2 separate regions of the Sus scrofa genome follow, and region 2 is linked to region 1. A link is a contact called in public promoter capture Hi-C data. All regions are on one chromosome and are shown on one strand. The core of a region is the stretch at or near the end of the contact, and the rest is flanking DNA. Distances in the headings are between cores, read along the strand shown.

Region 1 (7,571 bases), core at 2,173-4,672:
TCCATGGATTAGACTAGATCCTGCTTATAGGCACAGGAGCAAAAGAGAGAATTCTCTATCTTGTTTAAACCACTGTTATTCTGGGTCTCTGTAACATTTATCTGAACCTATAACCTAACTAACACACTTCCAAGCTTGTGTGGTCAAGCTCAGTGGTTCCCAAACATGGCTGTGCCCAAAGTCAACCTGGGCCACTTTTTAATTTGTAAGAGAGATGAGAATAGTTGGAATTTGTATTTTTTTTAGGACTGCACCCATGGCATATGGAAGTTCCCAGGCTAGGGGTCTAATCAGAGCTGTAGCTGCTGGCCTACACCACAGCCTTAGTAACACAGAATCTGAGCCGTGTGACATACACCACAGCTCACAGCAACACCAGATCCTCAACCCACTGAGCATGGCCAGAGATCGAACCTGAATCCTCATGGACACCAGTTGGGTTGTTACCGCTGAGCCACAATGGGAACTCCAGGAATTTGTACTTTTAAGTGCTCCACCCCCATCTACAGGTGATTGTGATGAAAAGCCAAAGGTCTGGAAGCTGTTAATGGAGACAGAAAGGAGTTAACTTGTAACTGAGTTCCTTGGGCATAGTTTAACTTGTTTGATCTCCCAGGAGTCATAAAATCCTGTGAGATCAAAGACGTTTTTCCAAGAGATGCCTTTTGAACCTGCTTTTTCCTTGCTTCTCTTCTCCAGCCCCACTGGAGTTTACATCCCTATCACCATTACCCTGAGTTTCTCTGAGCCCCTTTATTTCCTTGACTATCTCTCACTGCAGCCCTCGAACTAAACAGTTTATATTGAATTCCTCCCTAACACATGGTCCAGCAGCTTTTCAGGTGGGATAGACTGTCCAGGAGAGACTTTGGTATCATCTGCCGAGAGATCACAGTAATTCTTTATTCAGGGAGCTGAAGAATCGAAAAACCGTATGTATCATAAATTAGGTGGCCATACAAGAGCAGGCACAAACCTCAGCAGAACCTCCCTTGGTCATGTATCCTTAGTAGGAAGTGCTGGGCTGGAGCTGCCAGTGACACCATCCAAGAAGGCAGGCTATCAACCTGGATTTGCATAACAAGAACTGCCTCAGTATTGCCCTTTTATAGTCCAGCTGAAGTGACCATTCAGGATGAATTTAACAAACTATAAATGCATTTCCATTTAAGAGACTGTTTTAAACATCACATTCTCCTAGTCAACCCAATTCAGCAACAAAAAGGCCACACACTCAATGGGGGAAAGTAATGTCTGTGCCATGTGTCCTGGTCCTTATCTCTGCCTACAGCTTTCAAGCTTCCCAGAGATCCCATTACTACATAGAGGCAAATGTGTCCCATTCAGCTGTGTGCCCTCTGAATTAGACTTGTCACTCAAATGTTTGCTAAATCAACCAGTCACGGCAAAAAACCAACTTCCTATTCTCCTAGCCACCAGTATTCCTCTGCCACTTCCAGAGTTTCCTTCCTCAGTCCTGCTCTGTGCCCGAGCTCCTCACTCTGACACACAAGAGCCTTCACACATGGTGACCTTCCACTCAAGCCTCAGGTCACGTTGCCCAGGCTACAGGCCAGCATGGCGCCAGCTCCCCATAGCGCCCCCACACCTCCCTGTTTCTGCAATGCTGTTCTCTCAGATTCTCCCCACAACCTCCACAGCCCCCACTCCTTTACTTAATAAACCACTACTCAATCTTTAAGGCTCAGATCAAATATCACCTCATCCGTGACAAGTTTCCAAATTCCAAGTAAGTTGCTCTCCATTGGGTGCCCAAGGCATTTTCCTCCCCTACCCATTAAACAAGATTTCCTAATTGCTTACATTACCCTTATCACAGGAAGTTAGCCCCTTACACATCTGTTCTTCCCATCAGACCAAGCCGATGCAGGTAGTGATTGTAACTAATTCATCTCTGCATCACCTGTGCCTGGTATAATTGCTGCCACTTAGTAGGTATTTACTAGGAGCTGCCTGAATACATGCACCAATGAAGCAGCAGGAAGGAAACAGCCGGGGACAGGGCACCTCAGTCTCCTCAGCTGAATGACCAAGTTGTACAGATAATCTCTTACATTCATATCTGCTCTGAAGTTTTACCAGACACCGGGAGGCCAGTCTGGCCAACCGCCCCAATCAGGGAACCAAACGTAAAGCAGAAATCAGTAGAAACACCTGATATAACCTCTGGGGGTAGTTATTTTTTTCTTTGAAATAAGGGCAACCTTTTTCTTCTTCTTTTTTTTTTTAAGGGCCCCACGAGTGGCACACTTAAGTTCCCAGGGTAGGAGTCGAATCAAGAGCCACACAGGATCCGAGGCGAGTCCGGGACCAACACCACAGCTCAGAGCAACGCCGGATACCTAACCCAATGAGCAAGGCCAGGGATGGAACCCGAGCCTCAAGGATACTTGTCGGGTTTGTTACCCGCTGAGCCACAATGGGAACTCCGAGGGCAACTTTCTGAAATCATATCTCCAAATGCAAAAATAATTACTGACTACCCTCTCACCAGGCTGTTTTAATTGGAAAATGTTTTTGTGCTTTAATTGGTTTTCAGGCCAGAACCCAGCTCCCCCGTCAGCTCTGAAACCCACTGCATTCAAATTGGCTCCTGAGAAGAGCTGTGGCTGTAGTGACGGAAAAACCTGAGAATAACCTTCCATTACCGCACAAAACCAGCAGTAGGGGGAGCTCTAAGATACAAAGTGGAGAAAAGGCGCTTACAACTTACCCAGGAGTGCACGGAACTCCAGCTCAACAACAAATTCTAACCAACACAAGGCAAAACATAGTATCTTTTCAGCCACAACTGAACAGAGAAAAACGAAGCTACTAGCCAACACAGTGTGCCAAGCTCTAACTTACTGATTCTTATCAGTTGAATAGGAAACCTGTCTATTCTCCTTCATGCCTCCAAAACCTAGCAGAGTGGCAGCATTCAATGCCTATTTTCGCAACTGAAACGGTTTCCCTTTTACAAAAACCAATAGGGAGGTATCTTTATCTCCAATTTCACACCGTTGGAAAGTGAGGCTTAGACAGCGGATTTGCCCAAATTCATTAAGTTGTTGCGGCGCTCAATACCCAGGTCGGAGAACTCAGAGGCACGTCTTTTAACCGCCAGCGGCCTGAGCGGGGCCCTTCGCCGGCCCCGCCTCCCGCTTCGGGCTTCGGTCACCCCGAGCCCCCGGCCGCGCTACCTGGAGCACGCAGTCCGACTGCAACAGACACGCGCCCAGGTCCTCCTTCACGCCCGCGCACGCGCCGCCCTCCGGCTTGTCCTCGTAATACCGAGGCATGACCGCGCCTCCCGCCCGCCGCGGCCGGGACACACACGAGTCTGCAACCGAGCCCGACACGGTAAGACGCCAGCGACCCCGCACAGGGCGGAACCGGAAGCCGGCAGCAACCACTTCCGGCGAGCGCGCTTTGGAGGGCGAGACCCAGAGGCCGCGCTTGCGCACGCGCGGCGAAACTGGGTCACGTGACGTGGTGCGCCTCCAGCGTCGCCGACGTTGCTGAAAGGGAAGTTGGTCCAGCGGCTGCTGAGCTCGGCTGCTGCGCGGATGTGCTGGGTCAGTTTGGAGCGGGTGGAGGTCGCCGCGGGGCTCTAGGTGAGACCTGCCGATCGTCGGTTCCGCGCACGTCTTGGGCTCGCCCCGGGCCTTTTCCTCTGCCGTCTCACTGCCCTGGGTCACCTGGCCCTAGAGTGACCGCGCCCAGGTCCGGCTGCTCGGCCTGTGGTAGGACTGCCAGGCAAAATCAAGGAGGCCAGTTACAGTTGAATTTCAGATAATTCAGTAATGTTTTGCTATGCGTATGTGCCACGTAGTGTTTGGGACCTGCTTATACTAAAAATTACTCCTGTATTTGAAATCCAGATGTAACTGGGCGCCCAGTGTTTTTATGCTTAATCTGGCCGTTCTATCCGCGGCCCGGGTCAGCGGGAAGCAGCTGGGCCTGGAAGGCGCTGCTGGCGTCCCGGTGGCCTGGGGCGTGAAACTGGGCACTGAGCTGCTGGCACGGAGCGTGGGGGCTGGACTCCCACGCTGTCATTCCCCACCTAAACCACTTACTTTGGAGTTTTGGTTTGTTTTGACATCACATTCTAGGGAATGAATTACGTGCTGGTTATACACTGATGGACCTGTCTGATAGGGCATTTATTTTACCTCGTCCATAACATGGTTTCTGTTTGGCTTAAGCAAAGGCTTTCCCCTAAAAGCCTTAGTTGGTTAAGAGCAAAAATTGAAGGGTGGAATTTTGAGCCAGAGTACGTGAGTTGGAAGTTTGTTTCCAACACTAGCTCTGCTCTTAAGAGGGTCACTTCATCCTCCAGCGCCTCCGTTGTCGCTCTCAGCAGTAGCTCGCTGGGACCGTGGTTGAGGATCTAGGGAAGCGAAGTGTGGGGAATGGATGGACCGTGTAACAGTTCAGAAGGGCGTGGGGCAGCCCTTGCCTGAAGTGTAATCAGTTCTCCAGCCCCCAAACCGGCCTCAAAACCACCTGCATCCCCTTTTAAGCCCTCTTCTTAAGGATCCGAGCCCAAATGTAAAGTGATCTCCCACCTAAATAATTCAGAAGAGGGGTGCTAGCCAGCCATTCCTTCGGATAACTTGTAAAAGAGTTTTTTCTCTTCCATCTAGGAAGATGTTACCAAGTACTTCAGTGAATTCCCTATCCCAGGGGAATGGAGCACTGAATTCCAGGGATGCAGCGAGGCACACAGCTGGAGCAAAACGCTACAAATACCTGCGCAGGCTTTTTCGTTTTCGGCAAATGGACTTTGAGTTTGCAGCCTGGCAAATGCTCTACCTGTTCACGTCCCCACAGAGAGTTTACAGAAACTTCCATTACCGAAAGCAGACAAAGGATCAGTGGGCCAGAGATGACCCTGCTTTCTTGGTCCTATTAAGTGTCTGGCTCTGTGGTAAGTGTTAGTTTTTTTGCAATAAAGTTAAAGAATAAATTGAGTCTTTCAGGTCGGACTTGTCATTTCGAGAGTCTTTTGTTATCATCATGTCACAGGTCACAATTTGAGGATCTCTGAAACTGTTTCTGCCTTTCTGGAGCCTCACAAATCTCACAAGACGGAAAGTGGTATTCTTCCTGGTTCTGAAGGTCCCAAGCAGATGCCAGAGTAACCTGTTTCCTCAGAACTTTGAAAAGCAGAGGACAGAGTCACCCCATGTCTTTTTTTTTTTTCTTAAGGCTGCACCTGAGGCATACATAAGTTCTCAGGCCAGAGGTCAAATCCGAGCTACAGCTGCTGGCCTACACCACAGCCACAGCAACACAGAATCCGAGCCACGTCTGTGACGTATACCACAGCTCATGGCAATGCCAGATCCTTAACCCACTGAGTGAGGCCAGGGATTGAACCCGAATTCTCATGGATACTAGTCGGATTTGTTTCCACTGCGCCACAACGGGCACTCCGTTCCATGTCTTTCAACTACCATGATAAAGAAACTGGTACCCAAATGCAAACTTCCTGTGAAAAAGGACTATTGAGCTTAGAGATTGCATTTTGCGGTCAGCCCAGTGCAGAGTGGGAGTTGTAAAAGCACTGATGGGAACTCGAGAAACTACTTTTAAGTTCTCTTGTGGTACAGTGGAAGGGTCTGAACCACCTTTGGGGTGTTGGATTTTTTTCACCTCTAACTGGACTTGAGTATATGCATGCCTTTTCAGCACTGGTGGTGTTCTGTATATTGGGGCTACTCTGGTGAACCATAGACAGATGGGGGCGGCCTCGGTAAAATTCACATATCTCAGTTGGCCCTTCTGTGTTCCCAGATGATCTGCATTTCTTAATCAGTTACATCAAACACACTTTTGGGGTTTTGATTACATACTTTTGGGATCTGAAAGGCAGAGACAAGCCCTGTATCCACAGAACCTAGCACAGTGCCTGAATGAATTTCATAAATCTTTCTTGCAGTGTCCACTATAGGATTTGGCTTTGTGCTGGACATGGGATTTTTTGAGACAATAAAGCTGCTCCTTTGGGTTGTGTTCATAGACTGCGTAGGCGTCGGTCTGCTCATATCAACGTTAATGTGGTGAGTACCATAACTTCGGTTTTTCAGATGCTGCTGTAGAGCCTCTGTTGGCTCGCCTCAGAGAGTAACCAATGGAAATTGAAACAAGATAGATGAACTGAAAGCACTCATTTTGGCAGCCAAGGTCATTATAACTTGTCCTCCTGTGTCAGTTCCTACATCAGAAAGTTCTCTAAGGATCTGCCTTGTCAAAGTGCAGCAAATAAGTGAATCAAACTAATGATTGTGTCATATTAACACAATCCCTGATTTTGTAAAAATAAGACGCAGTTAGCCAGTTCTGCTTAAGTTGTCTGGATGATGGCACAATTTCCTGCTGCGTTTGTCCATGGGTCACTTCTAGATGTGTAAGATGAGGGTTGTGTCATGGCATCTGACTTTGAACCTTGGACATTAAGTGAAGTGCACTTGAAAAAGGACTTTTTTTTTTTTTTTTGTCTTTTTTTGTTGTTGTTGTTGCTATTTCTTGGGCCGATCCCGCGGCATATGGAGGTTCCCAGGCTAGGGGTCCAATCGGAGCTGTAGCCACTGGCCTACGCCAGAGCCACAGCAACGCGGGATCCGAGCCGCGTCTGCAACCTACACCACAGCTCACGGCAACGCCGGATCGTTAACCCACTGAGCAAGGGCAGGGATCAGACCCGAAACCTCATGGTTCCTAGTCGGATTCGTTAACCACTGCGCCACAACGGGAACTCCCTTTTTTTTTAAATTATTATTAAACTTTCAGTGCCTTCCTGCTGAGACACACATGCAGGTTTTACTGACCGGGTTCTCTGTCAGACTTCAGGTTTGCTGTGAAAATGGTAGTATGCTGAGTATACAGCTAGTGTTTGGTTTCTTCAGTCTGCTCCCTGGGCAGTGCTCCTGTGTGGTTGGCATGCTGGGCTTAGGGTGTGGATGTGCCAGCCAGCTCAGCAGGGGGCCAGTGGTGGTGCCTGTATATCAGAGAAAATGCTAGAACCCGGGGTCGTAGACCTGGGTTCCAGTGCCAGCTGAGTCACTTACTGTGAGCTCCTTAGTCCCCATTTCCTGTCTTGGGGGATGGCACTAATCATCTATTTGTAAGGTATTTGAGATGACTGTGGTCTGAAAAGCACCTTGGCAGATAGTATGCGCTCAGTAAATGATAGCTGTCATTATTTTAAGCAGGATTCTGAGACACTAACCTCTGACGATACCAACCTCTGACTTTGCTTTATAACCTGACTAGTAGAGTATAGGTTTTATACGTGGTAAGTGCATCCAGCACATCATTGATCTGAAATTCTAAAATCTGGCCTCAAGAGAACACTGCTAGAGCTCTCCCGTGGCCTAGGGCTTAAGAATTTGTCAGTGCTGTGGCTTGGGCTTGATCCTAGCCCAGGAACTTCTGTCTTCTGCATGCCACAGGTGTGACCAAAATAAAAAAGGAATACTACTAACTAATGTAGGTCATATATTCATTATCAAAATATTCGTGAAAAACAAGGTATATGAAAAATTTCAATAAAGCTTTCAAAC
Region 2 (7,206 bases), core at 1,546-4,045, 960 kb before region 1:
AATTGGAGCTGTAGCCGATGGCCTACACCAGAGCCACAGCAATGCGGGATCCGAGCTGCGATAGCTCACGGCAATGCTGGATACTTAACCCACTGAGTGAAGCCAGGGATCGAACCTGCAACCTCATGGTTCCTAGCCGGATTTGTTAACCACTAAGCCACGACGGGAACTCCTACATTTCTGTATATTTTTAAGAAACAGGCCATCTATGGGCATTTGTTCGAAAATAGCTATAGGCAAAAGGAGTAATGATTCTCAATCAGAGATGTCTTTGCCCTCCGGGGGACATGTGATAATGGCTGAAGAAATTGTTGGTTGTCACCACTGGGGAGTGCTAATGACATAGATGCTGAACATCCTGTAATGCACACAGGAAAGCACCTCCCCCCTCAACATCCTGCAAAGAATTTTCCAGTCCAAGATGTCAATGGCACTAAAGTTGAAAAACTCTGGCAGATACAAAGGAGAAAAAAAGATAAACACAAAACTGTTAACAATTAACATTTTCCTTAAACATATATGTTGTCTGACTTATTACAATGAGCATTTGTTTTGACCACTAAGATTTATTCCACAAAAGTAAAAAATAATACTCAATACAAGTTTACGGTTTTGGCAAAGATGATGGAGCAGGAAGCAGTGGGAGACTGTTTTCTAAGCCAAATTGTTTCTCAAGGAGACGTTCAGGGATATGGGTGCAAGGGGAGGGTGGTAGGAGCTGGGAGGCAGCAGGGTGTGGGTTCGGTTGGCCCAGAACCTGGCCTCACTACTGGAGCTCACCTGCATAGGCTGAATAATCCCAGGCAATTAGGCAAGGCTCCTGGGAGATCGAGAAACAAGCCTAAACTCTATTTCCACTTTATAGCCATAAGCCATCTTATGATCAGGCAGAACTGAATTTCTCACTAGTCTGCTGAGAGTCGGGTTAGTAGGTGTTTCTTAGGGAAGAGTGGTCAATTAAGACGGGGAAATGGAGTCCAAAAGAAAAAAAAGGTTGAGTTAGCTGGTGGGTTTCCATCCCAGAACACCTGTTCCCAAGACCAGATGCTTTTTTTTCTAGCATTAAACATTTAAGCACAGGTACAAATCAACTACAGATTCTTGGGGAACATTGCTAGGACTTACAGCAATTCTTTTCCAATTTAATTTGGAGGGGTTGCAGTGAAGGTAAGGGTGAAGGGAGTAACAGCGGAAGCCATTCAAAGCAAAGCCCACCTTTAAAGAGGATCAAGTCATCTTTGGCCAGAAGTTGCCTTGTGACACAGCAGGTTAAGGACCTGGCATTGCTACAGCTGTAGCATAGGCCACCAGATCCCTGGCCTGGGAACTTCCACAAGACCAGGGAAAAAAAACAAAACCATCTTTGGCTTTACAGATGATTTTCTTCTTGATGGAGGGGCAGCCACAAAGACCAGCTGTGCTCATGTGAAGGAATGCTCCACCAGATCCTTTGGAAAATATAACCTGCACAGTACGAGTGGGAATACCTGGGATTTCAACCCTTCCCAATTTACCTCAAATTTACCTCAATGGGCCAGGAGAGGCCCTCAATACTGATTCTGTATATTCTCACCAAGAATTAAACTTACTAAAACTTACTTGATCCCATATGTCAGACCTCTGCAAGGCAGAGAATCCAAAGATGAATAGAGCAAAATTTCTGTTGTGAAAGAATTTTCTACCCAATAGGGAAAAAGATGCTGCATGCAGCCAGTCTGTAACAGGGCTACACCGACAGCAGGAACTAGTTCCTAGGAGCCCATCCATACAAGGCAGCGTTTACAGAAACTTGCACACCTCAGCTTGCGGGGCAATGGGGGCGGCTACAGAAGACATTTTCAGCTTTTAGGAGTTCTCTTGTGGTGCAGCAGGTTAAGGACCGAGCAGTACTACTGCAGCAGCCTGGGTCGCTCCTTTGGCATGGGTTCCATCCCTGGCCGGGGAACTTCCACATGCTGTAGACCCGGGCCAAAACCAAAAAACAGGCCAAAAAGTTTTCAGTTTTAAACAAGAGAACTCGCCCCAGTACGTTCTGGAGCTGGAGCTCCATTTCCCGTCACCAACTCCGCTTCCTGCTTCCCTCCCTTAACTTCTTAATTAACAGCCTCCCAATGCAACCACCCCTTTACCTTACCCCATATCATCAAGGGCCTGGCTCCCAGGAAGGGCCCACAATTTGACCGTCCCTTCCCCTGCCACCCCAGCCTCGCCTCAGGCCTGAACCTCATCACCTCAAAACCACCGTAACAAGAAGCTGACGTTAGGACTGCGGGGAGCTCCTGCTCAAGTTCTCCTAGGCTGGGTTACAAGTTCGCAGTGGCTCACAAACGGCCAGGTGAACCAGCACCACAACTAGCCTACTCCTAAATTTGGACCTTTTGGGATCCAGCAAGTATCTTGAGCGACGCAGGCTTAATGTTTTCCGTCAGCAGGCTCCACGTTTACTCGGCACAACTATCGGCTCCAGCGTGGTTTTCCATTGACCTGCGGGGCACTGAGTCCCACGGAAGTAAAACGAGTTGCACCAAATCCGAGCGTTACTAAAGGGCAAAGCCCCCAGAAGCCTGCAATTGAAACCGTGACCGCCTCCATGCCCTCGGGGCTGCAAGGCGGGGCAGTGAGGCACAGGTGCGCAAGCGCAGGCCTTGCCCCAACGCCCCCCCCGCCGCCCCGAGGAGTCACGTGAGGGGGGCGGTCTAGGGGCCGGAGGAAGCGGAAGGCGGACTCTGCGCAGAAAGCAGCCCTCCCCCGGAAGTCCCTGCACCTCAGGAGCCTGTTACCGGAAGTGCTGGTATTTGTAGCGGGCGTGATGGCTTCAAGGTTACTCCGTGGAGCTGGAGCGCTAGCCGCGCAGACCTTGAGGGCCCGAGGTCCCAATGGAGTCGCCGTTGTGCGGTCTATGGCATCTGGAGGTACTAGGCCCCCCCGGCGCGCCAGGGACCCGTGCCATTGCTCTCTCGGGGTGGTGGGGGCAGCGGGGCGGGGGACAGCCTTCAGTACCTCGCGGCCGCAGTGGCTGCCCCTTGGCCCCGAAGGCCTCAGGCTCCACAGGCGTCTCCCTGTTACCCTGGGCCGCCGTTGCTGCCGACCACCAGACTGACCCCGCTGCCAAAGAATCCTTAACTGAAATGCTAGATGACCTTGATGGGCAGGGATTGCAGCCAGGACATGGGGGGTGGGGCTAAGCCCCTCCTTAGACCCGCGCGTATCTCAAGTTGGATGTATTCCACTAGGACTCTGATTAACCTGCTTTTAGGAAAAAAATGTGTCGAAAAACGGCCTCCGTGGCCGAAGGAAGTGAAGATCACCCCATGTTGCCACTTTCGGGTATCATGACTCCGGTCTTTAGGGGACAATAAGCCCACTAAAACTATATGCAGCAGTTTGCGTATGTGCATTTTCCATCGTGATCATTTCAGACGACATGGTAATTACCATATTTTCTTCAGGTGGTGTTCCTACTGATGAGGAGCAGGCGACTGGGCTGGAGAGGGAGGTCATGATGGCCGCCCGCAAGGGACTGGTGAGGAGAAACTTTATATGTCTTCTTAGGAGTTTATGGTTTTGGATGGGATCAGAGTAGTCTCCTCTCTGGGCCTCACTGATCCTGGAAACCTGGCATGTGGGAACAATACCGCTAACCCCTAGAAGGTAGGAGTCATTTGGCATAATGGATTCTTATTTTGTCTTTTCAGGACCCATACAATATACTTGCCCCAAAGGCAGCCTCAGGTACCAAGGAAGACCCTAATTTAGTCCCCTCCATCACCAACAAGCGGATAGTGGGCTGCATCTGTAAGTACCTCAACACTATTTTCTTACCCATTTAATATAGCCCACTATACAGGTCTGTAAGCTCTTTCATATCTTGTGCTTTGTGTGTGTATAAATAAGTTGTTATAAGGGTCTTGGCCCTCTCATACCCCTCTGCTTGAGTAGGTGATCCTTACGGGAGAGAGGCCTGGAACATAAATAATATTGGTTCATTGAGAGTTCTTGTTGCGGCTTAGTGGGTTATGAACAAGACACTAATATCCATGAGGATGTGGGTTTGATCCCTGGCCTCGCTCAGTGGGTTAAGGATCTGGTGTTGGGGCTGTGGCATAGGCCAGCAGCTGCAGCTCTGATTTGACCCCTGGCCTGGGAACTTCTATATGCTGTTTTTATTAGGTGCAGCCCTAATAAAAAAAAAAAAAATAGCAAAAAAGAAAAAAATACTGCCTTATTGGAAAGGCAGTATGAGGAAGGAGTATTCATCTAGAAAGTGTTTATTGTATTTCTCCTTTGCTAGACACCCTGTTAGGCAGTGTCAGCCATAATTTTGTGTCTCAGAGGTGTCTGAAGAGAAGAGATTAATGTTGAAAGTCCCCTCTTCTAGGCTGGATAGCTTTCAACCACCTATGTTCTTTCAGGTGAAGAAGACAACAGTACTGTCATCTGGTTCTGGGTGCACAAAGGCGAGACCCAGCGATGCCCCAGCTGTGGAACCCATTATAAGCTGGTGTCGCACCAGCTGGCCCACTGAGCCCCTGCACTAACACACTCAAGATGCGCTGGCAAGTTTCTTCCAATAAAGACTAGCCATTACACTGGCTCCTCCTCCCATGGCTGGCTGGTCTTCTTTCTTTCCTGTATTTCTAGAAGGGTATGGGTAATTCTTATATCAGAGGTAGTTGTCTATTCGTATTAGCTTGCCATCCACTGTGTACACTGAGATTACCAATCCCTAATGCAGTGATAGGAACCACCTGGCAAGGGGCAAACCGGCTGTGGAAGCAGGCTGGCTGGACTTGTAGAACTGGCTCCACTCCATCATTTAGCTTTATCACTGGGGACATGTTCTCTGGGATGGATCACATTAAAAAAAAGAAAGAAAAAAAGAAAGGATAAGTATCTTGTAAGGTTGTAGGAGTATATAAAGAGCCTGGCAGATAGGTCCTTATGCTGTTCTAAAGACAGAGTGGCCTTGTGAGGAGAGTTTTGGCTTTGAAGTCTTAAGGGACCCAGGTTTAAAGCATAGTTCATGAGGATGCCATCAGCAAAATCTAGAATATGGGACAGTTCTAGAAACCAGCAACCAGTTTCTTCAAATAAACTATAGGGAGAAAAAAAAGGGGAGTACTTAGCAAGTGAAATGGACATGAGGAAGATACCAATCAAAAGCAATGTGTGGACTGTTTGAATCTTGATTTGAAAAAAACCAACTGTAAAAAATCCAAGATTTAGGGGCTTACTAAATTTTAGATGTGTTACGGAATTTTTTTGTTTTTTAATGCTTTAGCAATACATACTGAGGTGAAATATGGCTAAGATCAGCTTTAAAAGAGTGAGGAAGGAGTTCCTGCCATGATGCAGTGGGCTAAGAATCCAACCGAAGTGGCTCTGGTCACTGCAGAGGTTTGGGTACCATCCCCGGCCTGGTGCAGTGGGTTTAAGGATCTGGCAGCCTTGGCATGATTCTATCCTGGCCTGGAGAACTTCCATATGCTGAGGGTACAGCCTTCAAACAAACAGAAGGAAGAAAGTAGTTTGGAGTGTGTCTGATCCATTGTAGCCTGGGGCAAGAGGGGTTGTTCTTTCTACTTTTGTGTATTGTTGAACTTTAGCATAATAAAACACAAAATTTTGAGAGAAACAAAAGCCCCAATTCAATCACTTTATACTTGTTGGCACCTTGGACAATGAAGTTCTCAAAAGCTATTTTTATTTGTTAAATGGAGATAGTACTTTTCCATTTTGTTGTGGGACTAGCCATAGAGGTGGCTTTAGTTACTGTTGCCACAAAATTGATCCAAACCAGACATTTAAGTTGAATTGATAATGGGAGAGAAAAGCTCTTCATGTTGTCTTACCTCAAAGGTACAAGCAACTGCTTTTTTTCCTGACTCATCTCATTTCCAGGAAATGCCCAAGCATTTATTTTTCATTCAAGCCTGTTCTCTTTGGGACCAGAAACACCTAAATAGCATTTAAGGTGGGAGTGGTAGGGATAGATTTAATTTAATAGGTTAATAGATTTAATTTAATAGAACACCTCTATTAAATCTAGATGGTAATAACACCTCTAGGTGTTAATAGAACACCTACCACTCCCACCTTAAATGCTATTTATCAACAACAGTTTGCTAGTCACTATGTTAAGAAGACTGCTTCGTGCTGCCCCCAAGCCCTTCCGTCTGGCCCACCTCCTGCAACTTCTTTCCTTGTATACTGTCTCCTTTTCTAATCAAAGCTGCTTAGAGTAGGTTTCTGACCCCCCACATCATTGTCTGGTCCTGTCTTCCTCCTTCATTTCCAAGCTCACCTTGTATCTTTATGATTTAAAATGATTTGTATTGTTTCAGTTGTACTACAGTGATTTGATACTTGCATACAATGTGAAATGATTATCACCATTTGTCTAATAACCATCTATCCCCATACAAAGTTTTTATAATCTTATTGATCATATTCTTCATGCTGTATAGTATACCCCTTATAAATAGAGATTTGTATCTCTTAATTCCCTGCACCTATTTCACCCTCCTCCCTCTCCTGTGCTCTGTATCTATTTGTCTATTTTGTTTTTTTGGGGGTTTTTTAGGTTTTGCTTTTTAGGGTGCACTTGCGGCATATGGAAGTTCCCAGGCCAGGGGTCGAATCAGAGCTACAGCTGCCAGGCTATACCACAGCCACAACTCAGGATCTGAGTCACGTCTGTGATCTACACCACAGCTCACGGCAACAGCGGATCCTTAACCCACTGAGCGAGGCCAGGGGATCCAACCGGAATCTTCCTGGATCCTAGCTGGGCTGTTAACTGTTAAGCCACAAAGGGAACTCCCTATTTTGTTTTATTCTCTAGATTCCACATATGAGTGAGATAATACAGCTTTTTCTTTGTTTGACTTACCTAGCATAATACCCCTCTAGGTCTATCCATGTTGTCACAAATAGCAAGATTTTATTCATTTTTATGGCAGAGTAATATTCCATTGTGTATGTGTTTTATATATATATATATATATAATATATGTATCACATCTTTATTCCTCTATTGATGGACACAGGTTGTTTCTGTATCTAAGCTATTTTAAATAATGCTGAAATGAACATTGGTACACACATATCTTTTATGTTTTCTTTGGGCAAATACCCAGAAGTGAAATTGCTATATCATATGGAAGTTCTATTTTTAATTTTTTGAGAAAACTCCACACTGTTTTC

What was found. Promoter capture Hi-C pulls out the DNA fragments that hold promoters and counts their contacts.
Region 2: a promoter capture Hi-C map of liver shows a contact between it and region 1, with 4 times the contacts expected there. The contact joins the promoter of COX5B here to the promoter of LOC100524554 in region 1. A contact is called at or near these places in 1 of 5 promoter capture datasets (liver) and 1 of 47 Hi-C or Micro-C datasets (liver).

Annotation. Positions count from the first base shown.
Region 1 is chr3:55,672,893-55,680,463 of Sscrofa11.1, reverse strand. It overlaps LOC100524554 (cytochrome c oxidase assembly factor 5), which reads right to left and starts at 3,422. Exons shown (of 3, transcript XM_005655200.3): 1 at 3,204-3,422. The coding sequence starts at 3,302. UNC50 (protein unc-50 homolog) reads left to right here and starts at 3,469. Exons shown (of 7, transcript XM_013987864.2): 1 at 3,469-3,617; 2 at 4,650-4,933; 3 at 5,032-5,103; 4 at 5,948-6,068. The coding sequence starts at 4,654.
Region 2 is chr3:56,627,696-56,634,901 of Sscrofa11.1, reverse strand. It overlaps COX5B (mitochondrial cytochrome c oxidase subunit Vb), which reads left to right and starts at 2,795. Exons shown (of 4, transcript NM_001007517.1): 1 at 2,795-2,912; 2 at 3,450-3,523; 3 at 3,696-3,795; 4 at 4,413-4,605. The coding sequence starts at 2,810. The coding sequence ends at 4,525.